2 separate regions of the Bos taurus genome follow, and region 1 is linked to region 2. A link is a contact called in public Hi-C data. All regions are on one chromosome and are shown on one strand. Each heading gives the region's core, a stretch centred on a gene start, on an enhancer-like site or on the middle of the called end of the contact. The rest is flanking DNA. Distances are from core to core; before and after follow the strand shown.

Evidence for each region. Hi-C and Micro-C count contacts between places; a contact is called where the count stands out from the background.
Region 1: a Hi-C map of liver shows a contact between it and region 2, with 2.0 times the contacts expected there. The contact joins the enhancer-like site here to the promoter of ABCA9 in region 2. A contact is called at or near these places in 2 of 11 Hi-C or Micro-C datasets (liver and skeletal muscle).

What each region holds. Positions count from the first base shown.
Region 1 is chr19:61,542,525-61,548,094 of ARS-UCD2.0, forward strand. ABCA9 (ATP binding cassette subfamily A member 9) reads left to right here. Exons shown (of 40, transcript NM_001434972.1): 40 at 1-2,051. Among named protein-coding and RNA genes, the nearest start is that of MGC134105, 50 kb to the right of the region's middle. Within about 2 kb of position 3,372, at least 25 of the 102 cell types and tissues checked have an H3K27ac peak or open chromatin away from gene starts, as enhancers often do. A contact at or near this core is called in liver and skeletal muscle, where this site is marked.
Region 2 is chr19:61,486,616-61,491,870 of ARS-UCD2.0, forward strand. ABCA9 (ATP binding cassette subfamily A member 9) reads left to right here and starts at 1,580. Exons shown (of 40, transcript NM_001434972.1): 1 at 1,580-1,723. The coding sequence starts at 1,685.

The DNA of each region.
Region 1 (5,570 bases), core at 2,122-4,621, 58 kb after region 2:
TAATATGATGGATAGTGGGACTAAGGAGTAAGGTCAGAGCACTGACGCTCAGCGGACCAGGCAGCCTCCGAAACAGCAACTGAACCCAGCGTTTCACACGGCAGCAGATTTTTTTAAAAATGCACCTGATTAGGGAATTTTTATGTTTCTAAGAATGATACAGAAATTAATTTAAATTAATTTAAACGTCTCTGACCTTTAAAATCTTAACCATTTTCCCTTTTTAAGTAGGCAGGTGGCTAAATGGTAAACATTTCACCTGCAGGAGACACAGGTTTGATCCCTGGGTCGGGAAGATCCCCTGGAGAAGGGTATGGCAACCCACTCCAGTATTCTTGCCTGGGAAATCCCATAGACAGAGGAGTCTGGCACGCAGCATAGGCTCACAGGAGCTGGACAAAACTAAACAATGATCAGCCCTGGGTGCTCTTTGGAAGGACTGATGCTAAAGCTGAAACTCCAGTACTTTGGCCACCTGACGCGAAGAGTTGACTCATTGGAAAAGACTCTGATGCTGGGAGGGATTGGGGGCAGGAGGAGAAGGGGGCGACAGAGGATGAGATGGCTGGATGGCATCACTGACTCGATGGACGTGAGTCTGAGTGAACTGCGGGAGTTGCTGATGGACAGGGAGGCCTGGCGTGCGGCGATTCATGGGGTTGTGAAGAGTCAGACACGACTGAGCAACTGAACTGACTGAACTGAAACAATGAGTAAACCAACGACAGGTACAAAGTGAGGCCGGACGCTGACAGTTTGCCGTAGGGGAGGCGGAGTCTAACGATTTCACGGCAGCACAGGCTTGCTCTTTTCATTTCTTCTTCACCTGTTCTTAATTTACTCATCTCCCTTTCCTGTCACTTCTCAGATTTCAGATTGTACAGTCATGTTTTATCTGTTGTGATGATACAGGAAATGTGAAACCTGTTAAAATGGTCGTACTGAGAATTTGAATGATCAAGTCGAGGAAAGTTTTAAAAAAACACATCTTGCAATTTTGAATCACAACAAACTGTGGAAAATTCTGAAAGAGATGAGAATACCAGACCACCTGACCTGCCTCTTGAGAAATCTGTATGCAGGTCAGGAAGCAACAGTTAGAACTGGACATGGAACAACAGACTGGTTCCAAATAGGAAAAGGGATACGTCAAGGCTGTATATTGTCACCCTGCTTATTTAACTTATATACAGAGTACATCATGAGAAACGCTGGGCTGGAAGAAGCGCAAGCTGGAATCAAGATTGCCGGGAGAAATATCAATAACCTCAGATATGCAGATGACACCACCCTTATGGCATAAAGCAATATTATTTTGGGGGCTCCAAAATCACTGCAGATGGTGACTGCAGCCATGAAATTAAAAAGACACTTACTTGTTGGGAGAAAAGTTAGGACCAGCCTAGACCCCATATTAAAAAGCAGAGACATTACTTTGTCAACAAAGGTCAGTCTAGTCAAGGCTATGGTTTTTCCAGTGGTCATGTATGGATGTGAGAGTTTGACTATAAAGAAAGCTGAGCACTGAAGAATTGATGCTTTTGAACTGTGGTGTTGGAGAAGACTCTTGAGAGTTACTTGGACAGCAAGGAGATCCAACCAGTCCATCCTAAAGGAAATCAGTCCTGAATGTTCATTGGAAGGACTGATGCTGAAGCTGAAACTCCAATATTTTGGCCACTTGATGTGAAGAACTGACTCATTTAAAAAGACCCTGATGTGGGAAAAATTCAAGGTGGAAGGAGAAGGGGACGACAGAGGATGAGATGGCTGGATAGCATCACCAACTCGATGGACGAGAGTCTGAGCAAACTCTGGGAGTTGGTGATGGACGGGGAGGCCTGGCATGCTTTAGGCTATTGGGTTGCAAAGAGCCAGCCACGACTGAGCGACTGAACTGAACTGATAATTTTGAAGCATGTTTTTGTTTTCTGTTTCTTATGATGTGAGGGTCTACTGAACAGTGCTAGAACTTTATAGGTACCACTTTCTTCTGTCTGCATATGCTGTGACCTATCCAAGTGACCATCCTATAAACACTTTGAAATCGATGCAGTTTTCTGGTACATTCTTACTCAGCTGAGTCGTTGTTGCTGCTCTCCTTGCTGCTTCTGGTCGTGTTCTGAACCGTGTTCCCCACAAACTCATAGATCCATTCTCCAGGGTGGCTGTGTTTGGAGGTGGGGCCTGTAAAGAGCTAATTCAAGTTAAGCGAGGTTGTCAGGTGGGGCCCTAATCTGAGGACACTTGTGTTTCTCTAAGAGGGACAACAAAGGTCCTTTATCAACAAAGCTCCATCTCGTCAAGGCTATGGTTTTTCCTGTGGTCATGTATGGATGTGAGAGTTGGACTGTGAAGAAGGCTGAGTGCCAAAGAATTGATGCTTTTGAACTGTGGTGTTGGAGAAGACTCTTGAGAGTCCTTTGGACTGAAAGGAGATCCAACCAGTCCATCCTAAAGCAGATCAGTCCTGGGTGTTCATTGATAGGACTGATATTGAAGCTGAAACTACAATACTTTGGCCACCTGATGCGAAGAGCTCATTTGAAAAGACCCTGATGCTGGGAAAGATTGAGGGCAGGAGGAGAAGGGGACGACAGAGGATGAGATGGTTGGATGGCATCACCAACTCAATGGACATGGGTTTGGGTGAACTCCAGTCCGCTTCTGTCTAGACTGCCGCTCAGCTCATCCAGCCGCCGCAGGCAGATTCTCCTCCCAGTGAGGCACTGGCCAACTTGCCTCCTGTCAGCACCGCTCTGCACCTCTCCTCTGAGCTTTGCCTCCAGGAAACGGCACCGACCGGAGCATCGTTCTGCTCATAACCAACGGGACGAGAGCTCTGGGCGGCAGCCAGCCCGCTCCAGGCCGAAGGACAAGGTTGTGGCAGCCACGTGGTTTCTCTTCATGGCCAACGTGACCCACGCAGGAAATGGACCGGTCACTCCAGGTTCGGGACTTCAGGGTCACGTCCGGGGCAGGCTGCTGGCTCTCTGCTCCGAAGCCTTGACTCATGTTTTCAAGTTCCATCCTTGGCATGTTTCCCAGAACACTGAGGCCTGTTCCAGATTCTCTTTACTTGGTAAAATTCTGCTGAGACACACTCTGTCTTCCTGTAGTGAAGAACCTTCGGGAGCAGTCAAGTCCTGCCGATTTCAGGATAGGCTCAACAATATATAATTGTGTGGCATTGGTTGATCAGCTATGCAAAGGTGCAATATTATTATTACACATGAAGCATCAGGGGACTGCTGCAATGAAATGAAGGAACAAATCTACCTAATCACCAAACTGCCCAGACATATTCTCTGTCTCTCTGCCTCTCTGCTCAAGGTTGAATGCGCTAGAGCTGTGACCTGTGGCTTATCCTCCTGCCCTGTGAATGCCGGTACAGACCTCTGGAAGAACAATGCTGCCCTTTGCAGGCAATTTTAGGTAGAGTCCTTGGAATATTTTCACAGTGAATTCACCTATACACAAGTCCAAGGGTGCTGGTTTTTCAACCTGCTGCTGCTGCTAAGTCGCTTCAGTCGTGTCCGACTCTGTGCGACCCCATAGACGGCAGCCCACCAGGCTCCCCCGTCCCTGGGATTCTCCAGGCAAGAACACTGGAGTGGGTTGCCATTTCCTTCTCCAATGCATGAACGTGAAAAGTGAAAGTGAAGTCGCTCAGTCGTGTCCAACTGATAGCAATCCCATGGACTGCAGCCCACCAGGCTCCTCTGTCCATGGGATTTTCCAGGCAAGAGTACTGGAGTGGGGTGCCATTGCCTTCTCCTTTTAACCTGCTAAAGCCTCTCAAAGCCCAGTCCAGGTGGAGTTCCTGCCCTCCATCTCAAGCACAAGCTCAAGTGTATTACAGCCTCACCATAATATCCTGCACTCACCTAGAGCCAGACATCCTGGAATGTGAAGTCAAGTGGGCCTTAGAAAGCATCACTACGAACAAAGCTAGTGCAGGTGATGGAATTCCAGTTCAGCTATTTCAAATCCTGAAAGATGATGCTGTGAAAATGCTGCACTCAATATGCCAGCAAATTTGGAAAACTCAGCAGTGGCCACAGGACTGGAAAAGGTCAGTTTTCATTCTAATCCCAAAGAAAGGCAATGCCAAAGAATGCTCAAACTACCACACAATTGCACTCATCTCACACACTAGTAAAGTAATGCTCAAAATTCTCCAAGCCAGGCTTCAGCAGTATGTGAACTGTGAACTTCCAGATGTTCAAGCTGGTTTTAGAAAAGGCAGAGGAACCAGAGATCAAATTGCCAACATCAGCTGGATCATGGAAAAAACAAGAGAGTTCCAGAAAAACATCTATTTCTGCTTTATTGACTATGCCAAAGCCTTTGACTGTGTGGATAACAATCAACTGTGGAAAATTCTGAAAGAAATGGGAATACCAGACCACCTGACCTGCCTCTTGAGAAACCTATATGCAGGTCAGGAAGCAACGTTAGAACTGGACATGGAACAACAGACTGGTTCCAAATAGGAAAAGGGATACGTCAAGGCTGTATATTGTCACCCTGCTTATTTAACTTATACGCAGAGTACATCATGAGAAACGCTGGCCTGGAAGAAGCACAAGCTGGAATCAAGATTACTAGGAGAAATATCAATACCCTCAGATATGCAGATGACACCACCCTTATGGCAGAAAGTGAAGAGGAACTAAAAAGCCTCTTGATGACAGTGAAAGAGAAGAGTGAAAAGTTGGCTTAAAGCTCAACATTCAGAAAACAAAGATCATGGCATCTGGTCCCATCACTTCATGGGAAATGGATGGGGAAACAGTGGAAACAGTGGCTGACTTTGTTTTCTGGGCTCCAAAATCACTGCAGATGGTGACTGCAGCCATGAAATTAAAAGACGCTTGCTCCTTGGAAGGAAAGTTATGACCAACCTAGATAGCATATTGAAAAAGTAGAGACATTACTTTGCCAACAAAGGTCCGTCTAGTCAAGGCTATGGTTTTTCCAGTGGTTATGTATGGGTGTGAGAGTTGGACTGTGAAGAAAGCTGAGTGCTGAAGAATTGATGCTTTTGAACTGTGGTGTTGGAGAAGACTCTTGAGAGTCCCTTGGACTGCAAGGAGATCCAACCAGTCCATTCTGAAGGAGATCAGCCCTGGGATTTCTTTGGAAGGAATGATGCTAAAGCTGAAACTCCAGTACTTTGGCCACCTCATGCGAAGAGTTGACTCATTGGAAAAGACTCTGATGCTGCGAGGGATTGGAGACAGGAGGAGAAGGAGACGCCAGAGGATGAGATGGCTGGATGGCATCACTGACTCAATGGACATGAGTTTGAGTGAACTGCGGGAGTTGGTGATGACAGGGAGGCCTGGCGTGCTGCGATTCATGGGGTCGCAAAGAGTCAGACACGACTGACCGACTGAACTGAACTGAACTGATAGTATCCTGCATAAACCACTGAACTGTTGTTGCTCATTCTCTAAGTCTCATCTGACTCTTTTGTGATCTCATGGTCTGTGGCCCACCAGGCCCCTCTCTCCGTGGGATTGTCCAGGCAAGAACACTGGAGTCGGTTGCCACTTCCTCCTCCA
Region 2 (5,255 bases), core at 330-2,829:
TTAATGAGGGTGTGCTTGCTGTGTTACGACACTATAAAGATTACCACATGGTCAAAGAAGAGGCCAGCGTGTTGAAAGAACCCAGTCCAGAAGCCAACTGGGGTCAGAAGACATAATCTCTCTCCTAGATACAAAGTTCATCTGAAAACAAAATGTCCACATTATATTCTCTGGCAGGTGTTATTAAGTCTGATAATTTTGTATCTTCTGCAGAAGACAGCAGCCGTACAGCAACAATCAGAGCCTGTCTTTGTTTGGCAGTCGTAGGCATTAGTGAGTTCAATCTGCCTCTATTTTGCTAGCCTAGCCATTTCTGGACTCGTACAATTTGCAAGAGAATAAATATGAGAGAATGGGAGGTGAATGAGGAAGATCTCATGTGATTATCACAGCCCGTAGGAAACGGATGAGCCTACTTGGTTTGAGAATTGCCCGCACAGCATATACCCTCACGGGCGTTTTCAGGAAGCAGTTACAGCACAGGGGAACGCAACAGACCCACACAGTGAGCAGAGACACGCTGGCCCCTACTCACCTTTCTTCTCCACGAATTATACTTTCATGAAATTACAATTTCATGTAATTTCATGAGCAACTTTCTCACTTTTTTTTAGAATTGCCTCATCTTTGATTTACCTGAAATGCTCAAAAAAAGATAGAACGGCAGCTCTTACCTGTTAAAAATGTTTCTTCAATAATATGAAAAACAAGATGTCCTAAAAACCACCGGCTGCTTACAGAGAAAGTAAAGCCGCTTTACAGAGAAAGTCTGCCTTCCGGCACTTTTGCAGAAACAAGAAGCTCGTAGCTCTTGGGAGGGCAGGTGCTTTTAGGTGACGTTGCTCTAAGGACTCTCGTATTCCCCACTGCAAGAAAGATGCCGCAGGTAGCTTGCATGCAACACAACTCAGATGAAGATGAAAATTCAGTTCATTTTGTTCCCTTAAAAAAATTACATTCTTCTTCGCCATACTTCTATATCCAGATTTTAAGAACTAAATTTCAGTGGAGACTTTTGAGTTGCTTTCTGGCCCGTTTCTGTATTTGTCTTTTTTTTTTTTTTTTTCGAATGGGTACCTGAGTGCTTCTCACAGGCATCCCCCGGGCTCAGCACAGTGTGTGTGTGTGTGTGTGTGAGCTGCTCAGCCGTGCCCAGCTCTTTGCGACCCCATGGACAGTAGCCTGCCAGGCTTCTCTGGCCATGGGATTCTCCCAAAAATACTGGAGTGGGGTGCCGTTCCCTTCTCCATGTCATTTTTTTTTTTTTTTTTTTCTTTTTTACTTGTCTCTGCTCTGTTCCGAACTGTTTCTTTACTTATGTTTCTTTAAAAGACTGTGTTGGGAGTCAGCTCTCCCATGAGGGCCTTGCGTAGAAAAGCGAATTGGAAAAGACTAGCTTCTCTTTGATTTGATAGTACTGACGCTCGCTGGGTCCAGCCAGCCATCTGCAGCCACGAACTCCCTGCTGAGGAGCTGGCGGGGAGACAAAGAAACAGGAAACTGTAAAGAAGTCGCCACGTGATGTCAGCAGAGTTTTGGCAGTCTGGCTGAATTAAGACCATAGTCCTTTTCAGAAACCGTTCTACACGGAACTATTCACAATAAACATGAAATTAAAAGCGTTGATGTAGTAGTGACCCAAAAGGAATGTGAATTGTTCTCCAGGACCCGCGGAGACCCGTGGATGAACTGTTTCTGGAGTCTTGCTCCAGCTTTCCTGAGAGTAAGTTAACCTCTGAAAATGTGGTTTTGCAAATGAAAATATAACGTGTGACTTCAAACAGGGAATGCCAAACACTTGGATGAAAACTGTGAGATGCAGGATGTTGTTAGCAAGTCATTTTGATTTTTCAAATTATCTGAGTATTTCATATTGTATTGTAAATAACCACTTGGAGAACCAATATTTATTTAAATTTTTACCCTATGACTAAAGCATGTTTGGACAAATAGCATGTTTTGTCTAAGAGACTATTGGATAAGCTGAAAGGAATGAGACTTAATGTTGCCTCTTTACAAGGATGAGCTATATTTCTCAAACTGTAAGAATTACTTATTCTTTTTTGTTCATTTTCAATTTTGCTGCCAGAGGCTTTATATGCATTGGGGGGATACATGATTTTCTGAGTATTAGTTTTTTTTTTAACCAGAGACCTAAGGTTCTGAGTATTTAAATGATTTAAATGGCTTCATCAAGAAACCTGAAGGTTATATTTTCATCGACCTTGTTTATCATTCTAAATTTTTGCGAAATTTGTTGTGTAACATGTTTATTCTCTGAATACTGGGAATTCTGTCTGAATAGGAAATGACTGGCTTTTATAGCCAAGTTATTATTAGATCACACAGGCTCCTACTCAGAGCAATTTAAGCTAAATAGATGTTTTGTGTAACTACAGTGAATAGTATTTTTATTTCTGACCAGGACATGCCGTGGGGAAAAAAAAATCAGCCTTAACAGTTAAAAACGCCAGTCACGACTAGATCATGTTCATCATTCTTTAAAATGTTCTCCAGCACACACATTCATCCACAGCAGGAAAGTAGAGGAGGCCCCAGTGTTAACCCTTCCAGACACCCCAGTCTACGGCACCGCTGGTTTCCTAACCAAGAATGTTTCATATCCGTGTATATTTTTTCCTTTTTGTTTTTCCTGGTGCACCGGGTCCTTATTGCCGTGCAGGCTTCTATCGAGCTGCAGCCAGGGGCTTCTCATCACCCTGCTGTCTGCTGGCGTCTGCTGGCGTCGATCACGGGCTCCAGGGCCCTCGGGCTTCAGTGTTTGCAGCTTGCAGGCTCTAGACACAGGCTCAGACCCACAGGCTCAGTGGCTCTGCACAAGCGGGATCTTCCCAGACCAGGGTGTGAACCAGCGTGCCTTGCATTGCAAAGCAGGTTCGTACGCCCGGGGCACCAGAGAAGCCCTGGAAATATTTCGGTTTGGTTTCAGTCACAGTCTGCTCTGATGCTGACGTTATAATCAGGAACTCATCCACATAGCTTCTAAATCCTTCCTTCCTTCCTGGACAGGTTCTAAACCTGAATCCATGCCCTCTTGTGTTCCCCCAACAAGGTACAGCCCAGACGGAATCCCCAGTCACCTTCTCTGTGTGTCCCGAGGCCCTCGTTCTAGACCGACCGACTTTAGGATCTCTTCCGTCTTACTCCCTGACTCCATGTTCTCAGACTCCTCTTCTGCTCCTGGGGTTAGTTTTTTTATCGCTGCTATAAACAAATGGCCACACACTTAATGGCTTAACACACAGAGAGATGTATCACTGCACAGCTCGGGAGGTAGGAAGTGGGACCTGGGTGTCACTGGACCAAAATCAAGGTGTTGGCAAGGCTGTGTTCCTTTGTGGAGGATGTAGGAGAGAATTCTGTTTTCTTATCTTTCTTGGCTTCTAGACGCATCTGTGTCCCTGGCTCACGCCCTTCTTTCTCCATCTCAGAAGCAAACAACAGACTGAGTCCTTGAAACAGCACTTTAGGGATATCCCAGCTGGCGCAGTGGTAAAGAATCTGCCTGCCAATGCAGGAGATGCAAGAGATGTGTGTTCGATCCCTGGGTGGGGAAGATCCCCTGGAGGAAGAAATGGCAATCCACTGCAGTATTCTAGCCTGGAAAATTCCATTGACAGAGGAGCCTGGTGGGCTACAGTCTATGGGTTTGCAAAGAGTCGGACACGACAGAGTGACTGAGGACACTCACCGCATCGCTTCACTCTGACCTCCTCTTCTGCCTCCCTTTTGCACGTCTAAGGACCCTTGTGGTGACGCTGGGTGTGCCCTGATGACCCAAGCTTATCTCCCTGATTTGAAGTCAGTTGGCTGCCAACCTTACGACAGGCTGCTGCCTTTACCCTCCAGTGCCCCAGGCGCATTGCTTCGTAGCGAGGTCTCCAGAACTTGGCAACCTGGGGTAAATCCCTGGCCTGTGGACCTGTGTTTGTGCCTCAGTTTCCTCATCTGTGGAATGGGGAGAATAATATCCCAAAGATTTATTGGAAGGGTTGAACTAATTTTAATAAAACACTTGGCGCTACCTGGAACATAAAAATAACATCATTAAATGTAGTTAGTATTATTTCCTTCCCAATCTCTTATATTCAAACTACTTCCACTCGCTCATTGTTTCAGCTGAATGATTGAATGATTGTTTCAAACAAAGCTCCTGGCTGTTTTGATCATTTATTTTCCTGAGTTTAAAACTCCTGTTTCATGTGCTACCTCCACTCCCACCCCTCTTCTAAGTGAATGAAAGATTCTTTAAATTCAATGGTTGTTGTTGTTCAGCCACTCAGTCATGTCTGACTCTTGTGATCCCATGGACTGCAGCACGCCAGGCCTCCCTGTCCTTCACCATCTCCCGGAGCTTGCTCAAACTCATGTCCATTGAGTCGGTGATGCCATCCAACCATCTCATCATCTGTTGTCCCCTTCTCCTCCCGCCCTCAGTTTTTCCCAGCTTCAGGGTCTTTTCCAGTGAGTTAGCTCTTTGCATCCAGAGAAGGCAATGGCACCCCACTCCAGTACTCTTGCCTGGGAAATCCCATGGACGGAGGAGCCTGGTGGGCTACAGTCCATGGGGCCGCGAAGAGTCAGACGACTGAGCGACTTCACTTTCACTTTTCACTTTCATGCATTGGAGAAGGAAATGGCAACCCACTCCAGTGTTCTTGCCTGGAGAATCCCAGGGACAGAGGAGCCTGGTGGGCTGCCGTCTACGGGGTCGCACAGAGTCGGACACGACTGACGCGCCGCCGCCGCAGCAGCAGCAGCAGCAGCTCTTTGCATCAGGTACTTTACAGTTTTCAAAAGTTTCACACACGTGAACCATACACTCCCATGACACCCTTTCCCCTACCCGCCCCCCGTGTCTCCCTCCCCTTTCTCCCCACTGGCAACCACTAGTTTGTTCTCTGTATGTGAGAGTCTGTCTTTTCTGTTTTATTCACTAGTTTGTAATACTTTTTAGATCCCACACGCATGTGACGTCACACAGCATGTGTCTCTCTCTGTCCGCCTATCTCACTTAGCATAACGCTCTCCAAGTCCATCCATGTTGTTGCAAATGGAAAAACTTCATTTTTCATAACTGAGTAATATTCCGTCCTCTTTAGCCAGTCTCTGTTGGTGGACACTGGGCTGCTTCCACACCCTGGCGACTGTAAATAATGCTGCTGTCAACACCCGGGAAGGGACAGTGAAAGTCGCCCAGTCGTGTCCGGCTCTGCGACCCCATGGACTACGCA